4 separate regions of the Mus musculus genome follow, and regions 1, 3 and 4 are each linked to region 2. Evidence: chromatin contacts called from public HiChIP or PLAC-seq and promoter capture Hi-C data. All regions are on one chromosome and are shown on one strand. The core of a region is the stretch at or near the end of the contact, and the rest is flanking DNA. Distances in the headings are between cores, read along the strand shown.

Evidence for each region. Promoter capture Hi-C pulls out the DNA fragments that hold promoters and counts their contacts. HiChIP or PLAC-seq counts read pairs in DNA pulled down with a chosen protein or histone mark.
Region 1: a contact with region 2 is called in a CTCF HiChIP or PLAC-seq map of the NIH/3T3 cell line, with 6 read pairs. The contact joins the promoter of Fam53a here to the promoter of Spon2 in region 2. A contact is called at or near these places in 3 of 39 promoter capture datasets (3T3-L1-derived adipocytes, embryonic stem cells and stem cell-derived epiblast-like cells), 1 of 15 datasets of contacts at CTCF or cohesin (the NIH/3T3 cell line), 3 of 115 datasets of contacts at active chromatin or transcription factors (T-cell acute lymphoblastic leukemia, acute myeloid leukemia and embryonic stem cells) and 1 of 9 other capture datasets (embryonic stem cells).
Region 3: a contact with region 2 is called in a promoter capture Hi-C map of liver, with 2.8 times the contacts expected there. The contact joins the promoter of Depdc5 here to the promoter of Spon2 in region 2. A contact is called at or near these places in 4 of 39 promoter capture datasets (hippocampal neurons, liver and stem cell-derived epiblast-like cells) and 1 of 9 other capture datasets (pancreatic islet).
Region 4: a contact with region 2 is called in an H3K27ac HiChIP or PLAC-seq map of embryonic stem cells, with 5 read pairs. The contact joins the enhancer-like site here to the promoter of Spon2 in region 2. A contact is called at or near these places in 2 of 39 promoter capture datasets (pre-B cells and trophoblast stem cells), 1 of 15 datasets of contacts at CTCF or cohesin (pro-B cells), 3 of 484 Hi-C or Micro-C datasets (Th1 cells, macrophages and nephron progenitors), 2 of 115 datasets of contacts at active chromatin or transcription factors (bone marrow-derived macrophages and embryonic stem cells) and 2 of 9 other capture datasets (adipose tissue and liver).

What each region holds. Positions count from the first base shown.
Region 1 is chr5:33,627,829-33,630,893 of GRCm38.p6, reverse strand. It overlaps Fam53a (family with sequence similarity 53, member A), which reads left to right and starts at 1,259. Exons shown (of 6, transcript NM_178390.3): 1 at 1,259-1,557; 2 at 1,917-2,041. It also overlaps Gm9903.
Region 2 is chr5:33,216,763-33,219,702 of GRCm38.p6, reverse strand. It overlaps Spon2 (spondin 2, extracellular matrix protein), which reads left to right and starts at 1,465. Exons shown (of 6, transcript NM_133903.3): 1 at 1,465-1,755; 2 at 2,240-2,459; 3 at 2,883-2,940. The coding sequence starts at 2,243.
Region 3 is chr5:32,862,104-32,865,151 of GRCm38.p6, reverse strand. It overlaps Depdc5 (DEP domain containing 5), which reads right to left and starts at 1,431. Exons shown (of 43, transcript NM_001170567.1): 1 at 1,331-1,431; 2 at 453-575. The coding sequence starts at 510.
Region 4 is chr5:33,500,083-33,503,365 of GRCm38.p6, reverse strand. No RefSeq gene overlaps it. Among named protein-coding and RNA genes, the nearest start is that of Nkx1-1, 68 kb to the right of the region's middle. Within about 2 kb of position 1,400, at least 13 of the 459 cell types and tissues checked have an H3K27ac peak or open chromatin away from gene starts, as enhancers often do. A contact at or near this core is called in embryonic stem cells, where this site is marked.

The DNA of each region.
Region 1 (3,065 bases), core at 10-2,509, 410 kb before region 2:
AGGTGACCGTGGTGATTTGAGAAGGCCACCATTGGTCCAGATCTGCCCAGGGAGAGTGTGGTTGAGGACTGTTCTGGGCAGAGTTCCTCTTAGGCACAGGTGCCTGCCAGATGTCTCAGTCCTTATCTGGCTCCTGCCTGCTGTGATCCAGGTCGCAAGTCCCCTGTCCTCAAGAAACCTGGAGGAGGAAATGAAAGGTCTGTCGCAGGTGATGCAGCAGGTGAGGGCACTCATTCTAGTTGATCTTGGCCTCCCTTGGCTGGGCCTCTGAGCCTGTACAGAACTGGATTTACCAGACCCATAACGTGGTGGCCAGGGCCCAGACTTCTGGTGTGCCCCAGGAATACCCAGTGGCTTTCTAATGTCTTCCTTTTTAGGTCTTATTCCAGATGAGAACTATTCCATTTTCTACATCAAGTAGCTGTACCTAACCCTGCAACATTTTTTAAAATTACTTTTTGTTGTTTGGGAACAAGGTTGTCTAGGGATTACAGGCTTGTGAAATTGCAGCCTATTCCTAGCCAAGTCGGCAGGCGGTTTCATTTTGCTGCGCCTGGCCTCTAGCACCCTGAGAAGTGCTCCACCCCAGTCACACCCACCTGCAGAGCAGCTTTCCTTCACAGCACCGGTACCCAATGCACAAAAGTGCCTTCCAGTCACACGGTAGGTCCAGAAATGAGACTCCCAAAGGGAAGGGTCCTGCCCAAAGGCACATTACCAGCAAAGGACAGGAGAAGCTGGGCATTGGTGGCGCCTGTCTTTAATTCCAGGGCTCGGAAGACAGAGGCAGAAGGATCTCTAGGAGTTCGAAGCCATCCTTGTCTACAGTCCGAGCTTCATACTGAGATTTTGCTATAAAAGAAAGAAAGAAAAAGAAAAAAGGCAGGGAGATGAAGGTGGTCACATCGGACTTTGGAATCCGGGAGCCTATAGGTACCACTACCGGCCTTCGATGCCCCGCGGACACCCGAAGGTTAACGTCACACCCGGCGCGGGCCAGCTCGCACAGGGGGGCGGGGCCAGCAGCGGCGCACGGTACCCGTAGGAGGGAAGTGAGAGGAAACGGGGGCGGGGCGTCACGAGGCCACACCCACAACACGCCGGGCAGTGACGTCGCCCGCCTAGCGGTGCGGCTGAGGGTTGATTGCTTGCGGCGGCTTCCGCGGGCGGGTGCGCGAGCGGACGGCTGACGGCTCGGGGCGGTGGTAGCGGCGCGGCGACCAATGAGGGCGTCCGGAGGGGGCGGGGCGTCGGCTGCGGTTTTGTTCCGCGGTGACTGAGGCTCACCGTCCCCATGCGCGGAGCGCGGCCTGCGCGGCCGGCGCCCTGCCCCAGCTACGGAGCTCGGTGCTCACTCGCCTCGCGGAGAGTGCTCTGCGCCGTCGTTCGCCTGCTCATCGCTAAGAGCTCCAGCCACCGCAACGCCGTGTCCTTGCGCTGCGATCCCGGAGTCTCCGTACGTCGGCCGGCGCCGCGCAGCCGCACGTCGAGAGCCGGGTGCATCGGCACAGCGCGCGGAACACCCTCTAGGGCCAGCCGGCGTCTCAGCACCTTAAGGTCCCCGCGCGCCCCGGGCCCAGCACTGTCCTCGTGTCCCGTGTCCCCGACATCCTAAGGTCCTCGGGGACCCAGCATCTGAAAGAACCCTGGGCCCCAGCTCCCTAGAGTCCCCTGGGCCCCAGCTCCCCGAACTCGTGGCGAGTCCGGGGACCCCTCCAATTAGGCCAGGCCCCAAGCATTCTGTTGTGCGCGCTCCTGCACGCCAGGCGGTAAGGCCTGCCCGCTGCGCCTGGGGCGCGCTGCCACTTGTTGAATCACTTTTCATGTCGACTTTGAGACCTGTTGTCGCCATGCTGAGTCCGTGGGCCCGTGAACCCGCTGTTGTTGAGACTCAGTGATTGTTATTTTGTATTCAGGAAGCAGGAAGTTTGACGAGATATGATGGTCCCTTAAGGGAATCCCAAGAGCAGATCCTCCCCAACGACCTGTGGAAGGTGACTTGGAAGTCTATTCCGAAGCCACTTTCCTGCGTAGACTGAGGGTGTGTAAGTCCCTTTAAGACTTCCTGTGTGGAGGATGGGATGTGCGATGTTCACAATGTATTTTACCGCTCCGAATGCTATTGCCTTTGTACATTAGTCTTAATTACAGATCTGTGATCTATCACTCCAAATTAAAATCACTTTAATTTTTTGCACTTCAAGGTATTTAATCATTAGATATATCTTTAAGTATGAATCTAAGCTTATTCTAACCCTCCAGCCCCACTACTTAAGTTTATAATGATGTTTCAGCTCTGAGAATTTTGAAGATGGACTAGTTTGACTTGAAAGGTGTACTTTAGTTTTTACATTAAGAAATTTGACTTGTGCTCACTGATGCTGCTGCTTCAAATACATATTTGGTCATCTTAGGAAAGTGGGTCTTGGAAGGGAAGTTCAGCATCTCAGAACAAGGTAGGACCGAGGATAGTTTTTCCAAATTCTGAATATTACGCCAAGGTGGAAATTGAAATTGATTAGGAAGAGTAGATGGACTTTGCTGTTTTGGTTAGTGGTTGGTCGTTCTTTCTGATGACTCCTCTGGCACCTGTTCTCCTCTTTACGTCTCTTTGTTTAGTGAGCATAGCAAGCCCGGTCCCTTCTCATGGCCTGATAAATGATTCTGCTTGCTGTCCCTGGAGCTTAGATCTTGGTTCTGGAACTTTTTCCTCTGGTGTGTGAGCTTGTGGCTTGGACTGGAGCCATACCAAGTCACATGGCCTTTCAGATCTTCCCCTAGGTTGGATTTGGCAACCGTAAAAGAGAGAATTTTAGTTGCTACTCTTGAGACAGAAGATGCTGAACAATCCTTTTTTTTTTTTTCCTTTTTAAATTAAAACACTTGTTTCATGGGTGTGGGTGACTGTTTTGCCTGATTGTGTGTCTTCATCACGTGCATGCTTGGTGTCCTTGGAGGAGGGAAGAGAGTGGTGGTCCCATAGGACTGGAGTTACAGGAGTTTATGAGCCATCATGTAGTTCCGAGGGATCTAATACAGTCCTCCGCAAGAGTAGCCAGTGCTCT
Region 2 (2,940 bases), core at 216-2,715:
CTCTAAGGACCCCCCCCCCCACACACACACACAAAAACACATAGCACAATCAGCACTGGCTCCTGCATCCCCTCTCCAGTAACACTGTGAGCATCCTGGTCCCTGAAGCTCTGGAACTCTTGCCAGATGTGAGAAACCTGGATCCTATGACAAGCATGGTCCATAGCTAGTCACAGAGCACAAGGCAAATTAGAGGAGAGCAGGCCTCTGAATGAAAGGTCAACAGTAAAGATCCCTCGGGGTCCACAGGGCCAAGTCCATTTCATAAGAGCGTCTGTCTACGCCCATTGTCCGTTGAGGCATAGTGGGATTTTCTAAGCTGCCTTAGGGCGCCTTTATCTGAAAAGGGGAAGAAAGTCCTTGTTCTAGTGTTTACGCAGGCTTAATTGTCGTCATGGCTTCCTTCTGCATCGGTTGGATGAGCTGTAGTAGATACAGCAGTTCGACCATCTTCTCTCTGGCCACACGGTGGGAATATGTACTGCTGACAAGCCATGCCACATCGCTACTCGATGTGCGACCTACAGCTGCTCAGCTTAAGCCATTGAGCAACTGCTGTTAACACAGGCTAGCTTGCTTATTGTAAGTGAGTTGCACACGGGTAGCTACAGCCACAGAAGCTTTAGGCTTCTTGGTGACTTTCACCAGCAGCTTGAGACGTTCTGGGGCAGTCTGTCTTTGGTCTCTAGGCCTGGTGCCTAAATGCTATGTCCACAGTTGCCGCTATGTGGCTGCCTTATTTATTTGAAATGAGGGTGAAGTCATTCTCTTTGTTTGCATTTGAGCTTCGCAGATTCTATTTATTCTCTCTCACTGTCTGTCTGACAGTGAAACATTAACTTGGTCCAAAACCCAGAATGTGTCTTGGAGCAGCTCCCTGGATATTTTGGTACGTGGGGGACCCGGCAGAGGTTGCGTTTGTCGTCTCTCTCCACTCTTCTTTCTACTTAGTTCTTAGGCTTCCTCAGTAGTTTTGAGAGTATTTCCCTGACACTGCACTGCAGTAAACATCAGAATCTACTACCCAGTCCAAAGGAACACCAGAGGCCTGGAAGCTGGGAGGAGGTGGACCAAGGAGCAGCTTGAAATCCCCGAGCTGCTTTCCTTCGGCTGGCCAAGTGGGCCCTCAGACCCCTATGAGAAAGAGGTGTCTGGCTGGCTGAAACCCAGAGCCCCAAAGCCTTTTACAGCTAAGCTGGTAGATCTGGGGCTCCTCAGCACCCCAACACACACACACACACACACACACACACACACATTTGTCAAGTGGAGAAATGTGGGTCACATCTCGACCACATCTGTGGCAAAGTTCAGACAGGGCACCAATGTGGCCTCTGGCCCCAGACTCCTATCTCTGAACACAGAGCCCCTTGCAGCACCACCCAGAGACAGCCTGTGAGAGGAGGGAGGAGGGCGGAGAGAGGGAAGGGAGAGGGAAAGACAAAGAAAGGGGTGCGGCAGGGCAGCAGTTAGCCCGAGGGGGCGGAGAGTGAGCTCAACTTGGAGCAGGTCACAGCAGTCAGAACTAGTGAGAAGGTTGAGCAGAGAACCCCTGCAGCAGGAAAACCTCTTGCTTCCTTGTCTCAAGCCCCTTCTGGCACTTTCTGGGACCAGGCACTGAGGCAGAAGACAGGAAGAGCTGGGGCCTATCTGCTGGCCAGAGGCACTAACCTTGGGCACACATAGGATCTGGGAGCTCTGGGACCAATCCTCCAGCTGACAAGCCCAGCAGCCTGCCTCTGACGCTTTTGCCAGGTGAGTGGTTGTTCACATCTCAAGAGGGCCTGGGGCTCCTGGAACAGCAATCTGTAACACTCAGAGACTACCCTGGGGGCTGGGCATGACCTCAGCTTTGCTAATCTAGCCCCATGCACAGCTAGTCCATGAAGTGTACAAGCCAGGCGCACTTCACAGTGCAGGGGACACAATGTAGAGCGGCCAGGAGGTGTGTGACAGAGATAATTGTAAACCCATTGACCTTTTGTCCCTTGGACTACAGTCCTGGGGGCTGTAGTTCACAAGTTACACTGACATTCTTGCAGACAAGCAGTGAAACCGGCCACGTACCTGGTGCCCTTTTCACTGGGCGGCATCTGGGAAACTCTCGAAGGACATTCTGGGGACCAAACGGTGTGTTTGCAGGCATCTCACTCTGGGAGCTCGTTCTGTTCTCTCCTGGGGCTCCGTGGACAGGGGCCCTGGGACTAAAGGTGCCAACTCTTCTCTCCCTCTGCTGTAGGTGATGGAAAACGTGAGTCTTGCCCTGGGCAGAGCTCTTTGGGTCTTCCTCCTGGCCATGATAGGCTCCACCACGAGCCAGCCGCTGGGGGGAGAATCGGTTTGTACAGCCCGGCCTCTGGCTAGATACAGCATCACTTTCATTGGCAAGTGGAGCCAGACAGCATTTCCCAAGCAGTACCCCCTGTTCCGGCCCCCTGCACAGTGGTCCTCTCTGCTGGGTAAGGGCACCTTTCCTCCTTCTGCCTCATCCTGGAGGCTACAGGGCAGGAAGCAGTACCTGCTGGCTTCACAGCACACAGTACAAGTCACTGTCATCTGAGAAACATCCAACACAGGAAGCCCTTGCTAAATACCCACTGTCCCAGTGGCTGTTGGAGGGCACAGTAGCTGCGGGAAAGCTGGGGACACCAGTCACCCAGCCAGGCGTCTTAGCCACATAAGTGTGAAGGATGTTACGGTCTCTCTGTGTTCAAAGTGGATGTGGCTCCTTACCATTCAGTCAGGGAGCTGATATTTGGGGAGGGGGCGGGGGCAGGGGGAGAGGGACATGTGTCCCCTGGGGACAGCCCCGTGGGATTAAAGTCTATAGCCCTGCTGCTGTCCACCCCGCTGGATACTCATGCAGTCAGGCCTTTGCACAGGGGCAGCTCACAGCTCTGACTACAGCATGTGGCGGAAGAATGAGTATGTCAGCAATGG
Region 3 (3,048 bases), core at 182-2,681, 350 kb after region 2:
AAAAAAAAAAAAAAAAAAAAAACCAGGAGGAAGGACTTGGATGCAGTCCATAGAGTCCTTTTCTAGTAAACTTGTGGCCAAGCACTCACTACACAGAAGAAAAACAAAAACAAAACAAACAAAAGCAGGAGGAAAATTAACTCAGGTGTGGTAGAGTATTTCCAGATACACAGGCAGGAGGATAATGGGTTCAAAGCCAGCTTGGGCTACACAATGAGTTCTAAATGAGCCTTGGAAACATGGTAAAACCTGGATTCAAAATACAACCCAACAAACTCTGAATGTGAAGAATGCTTTTCAAAAAGATCCTGTGCTCTCATTTCCAACCATCCCTGATCTCTGATACTGCTCCACTCTTACCTGTCCAGTCTCCCTTGTGATATGGGTAATTTTTAAGGCACATCATAACTTCAGCCAACTTACACAATCCCCAAATATCAATCAATACTGACCACTGCCCCCAAAGCCCTTCTTGTGGATGACAAGTTTGTAGACCTTTGTGGTTCTCATTTTGTCTTGTGATTTCTTCAGCTGTTCCAATCTTGGAGCAGGGAAGTCATCTTGCTTTCCTGCTACTGAAACACAAATAAAAACATCGAGGATGTCAGGCTTCCTAAATTTGCTCTTTAATTTTAGACCTTGAAGGTACTGGTGGTTGTTCGGCTGAAAGGCGTGCCAACCCTTGCATTATATCGCTCCTCCAATTACCAAGAGAGACAAACAAATAGAAGTGTGCTTTAAAAATTAAAGGGAACTTGGGCTCAGATCTCGTCCATCCTCTAAAGCTATTTTCTCTACCGCATACCTAAAAGGGAGGCTTGTGGTGAGAGGGGCACTACCTTGTTTTTGTCTGCATCAGGAACACCAAAATAGTACAGGGATATTCGAAGAGGTTAGTCCATCACATAAGTAGAGGAACGTCAAAACAAGGGATTCGCCCAAGGTCACTCGAACTGTTATGCACTCCCATGACTCGCGGTCCACTAACAATGTCCTGGGGAAAAGAGAACTGAGGAAGGCTGCGGTTTCCTTGCCGACCCCTCTACTGGTACCAACTCTCAGCGGACCGTCCTGCCTCCATTTCACCGCTGCGGTCCGGGAAGCTTGGTGAGAGAAAGACTGGTCCAAGGTCACACGGGGAACTGCAAGAAGAGTCGGGCCTCGAACCTGGCTCAGGGACCCTTCCTTCAAGCCCCTCAAGTCTCAGCCCGAGGTTGGCGCTCGACTCCCCCCCCCAACCCCCCCACTTCCAGAGCCCCTGCGCGCCTCAGGCCCGGCCCGAGGCCAGATTCCGGACAGATCTCCCCAGGACCTCCTCAGGATATCCCACCTGAGCCCCCACAGTTCGCGCAGCTTCCGCACCAGGGCTCTAGGAACCAGACAGACAGCACCACCGAAGAGCGCTCACCTGAGCCCGCGCCGCTCCCGAGGCTCCGCCCCGAGTCCCCGCCCCTCGCCAGTCCCTGCTCAGCCGGCTTGGCCGCTCTAGCCCAGCCTCCGCCTCGTCTCGGTGGCCGCGCCACTTCCTCCTCCGGGGCTGCGGGGAGGTGGGGGGGGCGGGGCGGGGGGGAGGCTGGGGGCGTGGCGTTGAGTCCGACTTCAAACCGAGTTCCCGTTGGCGTTTCCCGCCACCGTCTACAGGGCTGCCCGCTTTGCATGGAAAATTTGAAAATAGAGCCACAGCCAAGACCTTCGTTTCAGAAGAGCGAAGTGATTTCGTAATAGGAGAAACTCGAGAGAGTCGACTCTTACCTCGCGGAGCTGTTTCCATGTGTTTGACGAAGTTAATAACTAAACCTGGTCCAGAGGGCTATTGAGAAGTGCAAAAGTCTCTGCGGGTGGTGGCTCCCCCTCCTAATCCAGGTTCTGTAGAGACAAGAGTGCTGAACATTCCCTAGAGTTCTTGGGCTATGTAGCAAGAAAACGGGGGTGTGTATAATTCATGAGCGAGTTACTAACTTATTGAAAACTGTTAAATATAATTAAGAAGTACAAGTTAATGATAAGTACAAATGTAACATGTACAGAGACAAGCTTGGAAGGAGAAACCAATTTACATTACCCATTATATACTCTTTTGTTGTCAAAATTAAACCTAATGTACATAAGTCAAAACAAGTGTACAGTAAACTTAAAGTTTGTTTGATTAAAAAAAATATTCAAAACATTGAATGCCCGAGTACAATGGGTTAAATCTACAATAGGCTCGCATGGCAGAAGGCCCAGTAGTTTCCTTAGATGGGGCATAAATCATCCAACCAGAGTAAATTGCGTGGTGGCACACGCCTTTAATCCCAGCACTCAGGAGGCAGAGGCAGGCGGATTTCTGAGTTCGAGGACAGCCTGGTCTACAAAGTGAGTTCCAGAACAGCCAGGGCTACACAGAGAAACCCTATCTCAGAAAACCAAAAAAAAAAAAAAAAAAAAAAAAAACCAAAAAAACAAAAACAAAACAAAACTGTAAGTTGTGTGTTAGCCTCATTACAGAGTAAGGATTCATGGGAAGAAGAACCTGCTAGAAGGCCTGACCTGTTCCCACCTTGTAGGCCAAAACAAACAAACAAAGCCAAAAACCTCCTTATCTAAAGATGAATTATTCCTCATGTCTCAAAAAATGGAGGTGGGAAAGGTAGATTCTCTTGTCCATTGGAGGATCTCAGAGTCTGCACCACATCCTAAATGACTTAAAGAGCAGAGACAAATAGCAAGATGCTATCTATACACAGGGGAATCTGTCCTGTGAGTGCTATGAGACCCACTTGCTAGTTCAGTCAGCTACACCCTCCACCCTGTTAGCAAAAGCAACTTTCAGGAAACACACCCTAACCGTGTTCCTTCAATAAAGGAGGATGCCAGACGTTCTGGGATCAAACTCAGAGCTTCGCAAAGTTCTTTAGACTAGCCAAGCCATGTCTTTGACAGTTGTTTTTACATCTGTAGAGTCAGCAAATTATTCTATTAAGTGATATCTGAAGTCCTCAGATTCTTCAGGAAGGCGTGACTTAGATGAAGATTTTCTCCAACTGGGGCTCACCTGTGGCACTTTGA
Region 4 (3,283 bases), core at 151-2,650, 280 kb before region 2:
CTATGCTGTAGCAGATAATAGATGGACAGTCTGCCCCTTAAACTTTGGGAACCTTGAGGAAGATATAACCAGCTCTCCCCATTGGCCTCTTGGCAGCCTCATGTGTACAGAGGGGACAGGAGGAACTGGGCCACCTGCTCGTGGAGGAGGCCTCTCACCTCAGCTAGTCATCTCCAATTCTACTGCCAATCCCATAATCCTCCAGGGTACCCTCAGCCATTTCACCTCCAGGAGACTCTCTTGCCACCCCTTCTGCTCCAGTTTCTGTGTGTCTGGTGGCTATGGCCTCAAACCCTGGGGGTTGATTGCACTGAAGAAGGACCAGTGAGCCCCCTGGGGCAGTTGGAGCATTCAACTTTGGGTCTAGGCCATAGTGGGGTAGAGCACAGAGCCTGGCTTTGCCAAAGATTCTTGGATGTACCCAAGCTAACAAGCCTGCTCCATGAGTGTCTGCGTGAATATAAAGTTAATCAAACCAGAGACTTGGCTGGCCTCCGGCGACCAAATAATGTCCTCCCAAAGATGTTTCCCACCCAGACACGCTGCCTCTCTGTCAGCTGGGGGACACAGGAGGCAGGCCCCTGTGCAAACCAGGGCACTTGTGACGCTAGCACAGGGCCATAGATCTGGGTGATGGCTCCTTCTAACATGCCTGCAGATAGATACCTGGCCCTGAGCTCTCAAGTCCCTGGTCTGCCTTGCACCATGCTGCCCTGAAGCAGGCCAGAGCCAGGGTGTGGGTTTGGAATGCTTCCTGCTGGGTTCCCTTGGGGACATTAGGTCCAGCATCTGGAAACAGGCAGCCCACAGTAGGGGCTTTGTGTGGCCTCCGTCCTCAGAAAAGCAAGTCCTGAGACTGGTGCTCAACCCAGGTTAACTTCTAATTTAAACTCTAACCAAAACCCGATGGACTTTTGACATACAAATATTAAAAATTAAATTTCCCGAGTTCATTATCTGATAATTAGAACTAAATAACATCTTAACTGAGAGGCCGGCCCCACGCAGGTCCAGTCAGTTCCACTTAAGATTCCATTAGACCAGTGTCGGTGCAGTAAGTAATGGACCATAAAATTTAATTTGGAAATGATCTTGCGCTGTGATGGAGCGATAGCGCTCACAAAGGAGGCGGGCGGCCGTGGCTGCGGGCTCTGCGGCAAGACGGCAAATTCAAAAGGAGCTGAAGCTATTGCCCCAGAGAACATGTGTTCCGGCTTTCTTCTCCTTTCTCGGGCCCTACAGTATTTAAAAGTCAGAATTGACCAGTGTAGCTCCGTGTAATTACAAAGATCCCCTTATCAGAGTCTCTTTGCTGGCGCCTGGAAGAAAAGGCCTGATCCATGGGCTGTCTTGGCTTCATTTACATGCATGGTAACCCGGTGGCCTCTCGTAATCACTTAGGACTCTGAAGCACTTGGGCGGTTCTTTCTGTCCTGTCTCGAGCCACCCACCTGCCGCAGCCACTGGTGTGTATGTGAGGGGGGATGGGGGCAATCTGGGATGCCTGCAGCAGCCTCTGAGGCTGGGAGAGAGTAAGTCTCCCCAAGCTGCCCTGGCTTTACTTAGGTCTTCTAGTTTCACCCCTCACTTACAGGGGGATGACTTGAGGATGTGTGTGAGCTTCTGAGGACAAGGCAGCAATGTGGCCCTTGCTTCTGGCCACGGTTCTCTGTGTTGCCGGAAACCCTTTAGGAGCTGGTTTAAGGACCCTGTAGCAAAAGGTCCTAGCCTCAGTCCTGCTCCAATTACGGGGGAAGATGTCTCACTAGAGACCCAGCAGCTTGATCTCCGGGTACCATATGGAGCAGGCTGGTTCCGCTAGCCCTGGTCCCAGCCCAGAGACCCTTGAGTAGTGGCCTTGGTGATTCTCTAAGTGGCCAAGCTTCAAGTCCCCTCAGCACAAACGGGAGGTGCCAGCTCACTGGGAGACCTGCTACTGTTTGCCAAAGCCCCTCCTCCTTCCGGGGGCGGGGCATCAGGGAAGATGGTTGCTGCCCTGACCATCACAAGGTCTGTGTGGAGGTGGGCTGCCTTCCGGAGAGCGCCACCTCACAGCCAGTGCCCTTCCAGCTACTCTGGCTGCCTGCTTGGCAGACTGGACTCTGCTGAAACCCCCTCCTGGAAACAATCCCTGAGGTGGTGGCCCACCTTTAAACCTGGGAAGAGCTCCATGCTGGTCTCGGAGGCCTATCCCTACTGTGCACACTTCCAGTGGCTCACCTGGCCTCCTCGGATCTAGACCAGGGCACATATTAGAGACATTCCCCACCCTGCACCTAACATTGACCCCTGAGATCAGGAATGACCACAAATGCGTGTGGCAGCAAGGACTGATCTGCTGCAGTATACGTAGTGGAGGGGCTTACAGCCTGAGAGCCCTAGAAAGGGGCGGGTGTGTGTGTGGCTGAGTGAGGGGCTTCTGCTTCGCTCCCACCGGTCCTCCCACCTCTGGGCTCAACAGAAGCCCCCACTCTCCCACCCTCTGGGCTCCAGGAAGCGTCTAAAATTAATTCCTGTTCCCCGGCGCTAGTGACCCCCGATGTACTCGGCCTCCACGGTGCTCGTGAGCAGCCGGCTCGGCGTCTTATCTCCAGAGCAGCCTCATTTGTTACTTCTCGCTGAATACACCCACTCCCATTATTTCTGTAATTCTTGGCAATAACAGCCCTTCCCCTAATGAAACCTGCATTATTGGAAGGTTGCTGTTCTGACCCGGCGGGGATTAGCCGTGTACTCTGTTATTGCTACATATGTAATTGTATAATTGATTTTAAAATTTACTTTTGTGTCCCCACATCATAAAGTAAGCAGCCCATTAGTGAGAGAAATATAATTAATATATCTCTGTGGGCTCCCACCCCAGAAGAGGCCAGTGGGCTGTGGGTACAAGATTGTGGGGCAGCAATGCATACACGGGCCACCTAGAGCTGTGTTTTACCCTGCCTGCCCCTCAAGCAGGATGGGGTCCTGGTGCTCGCTTTGTGGGTGGAAACCTGGAGCCTACTGAGGAACTTGGAGATGGCTGTAGAAGGTAAGAGCTGGGTGGGAAGGTGAGGTCATCTTCATTGCCTCTAAGGCCACATGCTGCCCCAGATACCTGCCCCTAGGAGGGTACCCTCACTACAGCATCGCTCTGCCCTTCTCTGCCTTTATGTCTTCAGGGTGCCCAGACACTCTGGGTTCCTGTTTGTCCCTAGCCCTACCTGACCCAAAATTCTGTGGAGAAAACCCGCATACCTCTGGCAGCAGAAGTCAGGTTCTGTCAGAGTGGTAAGGTAGACCC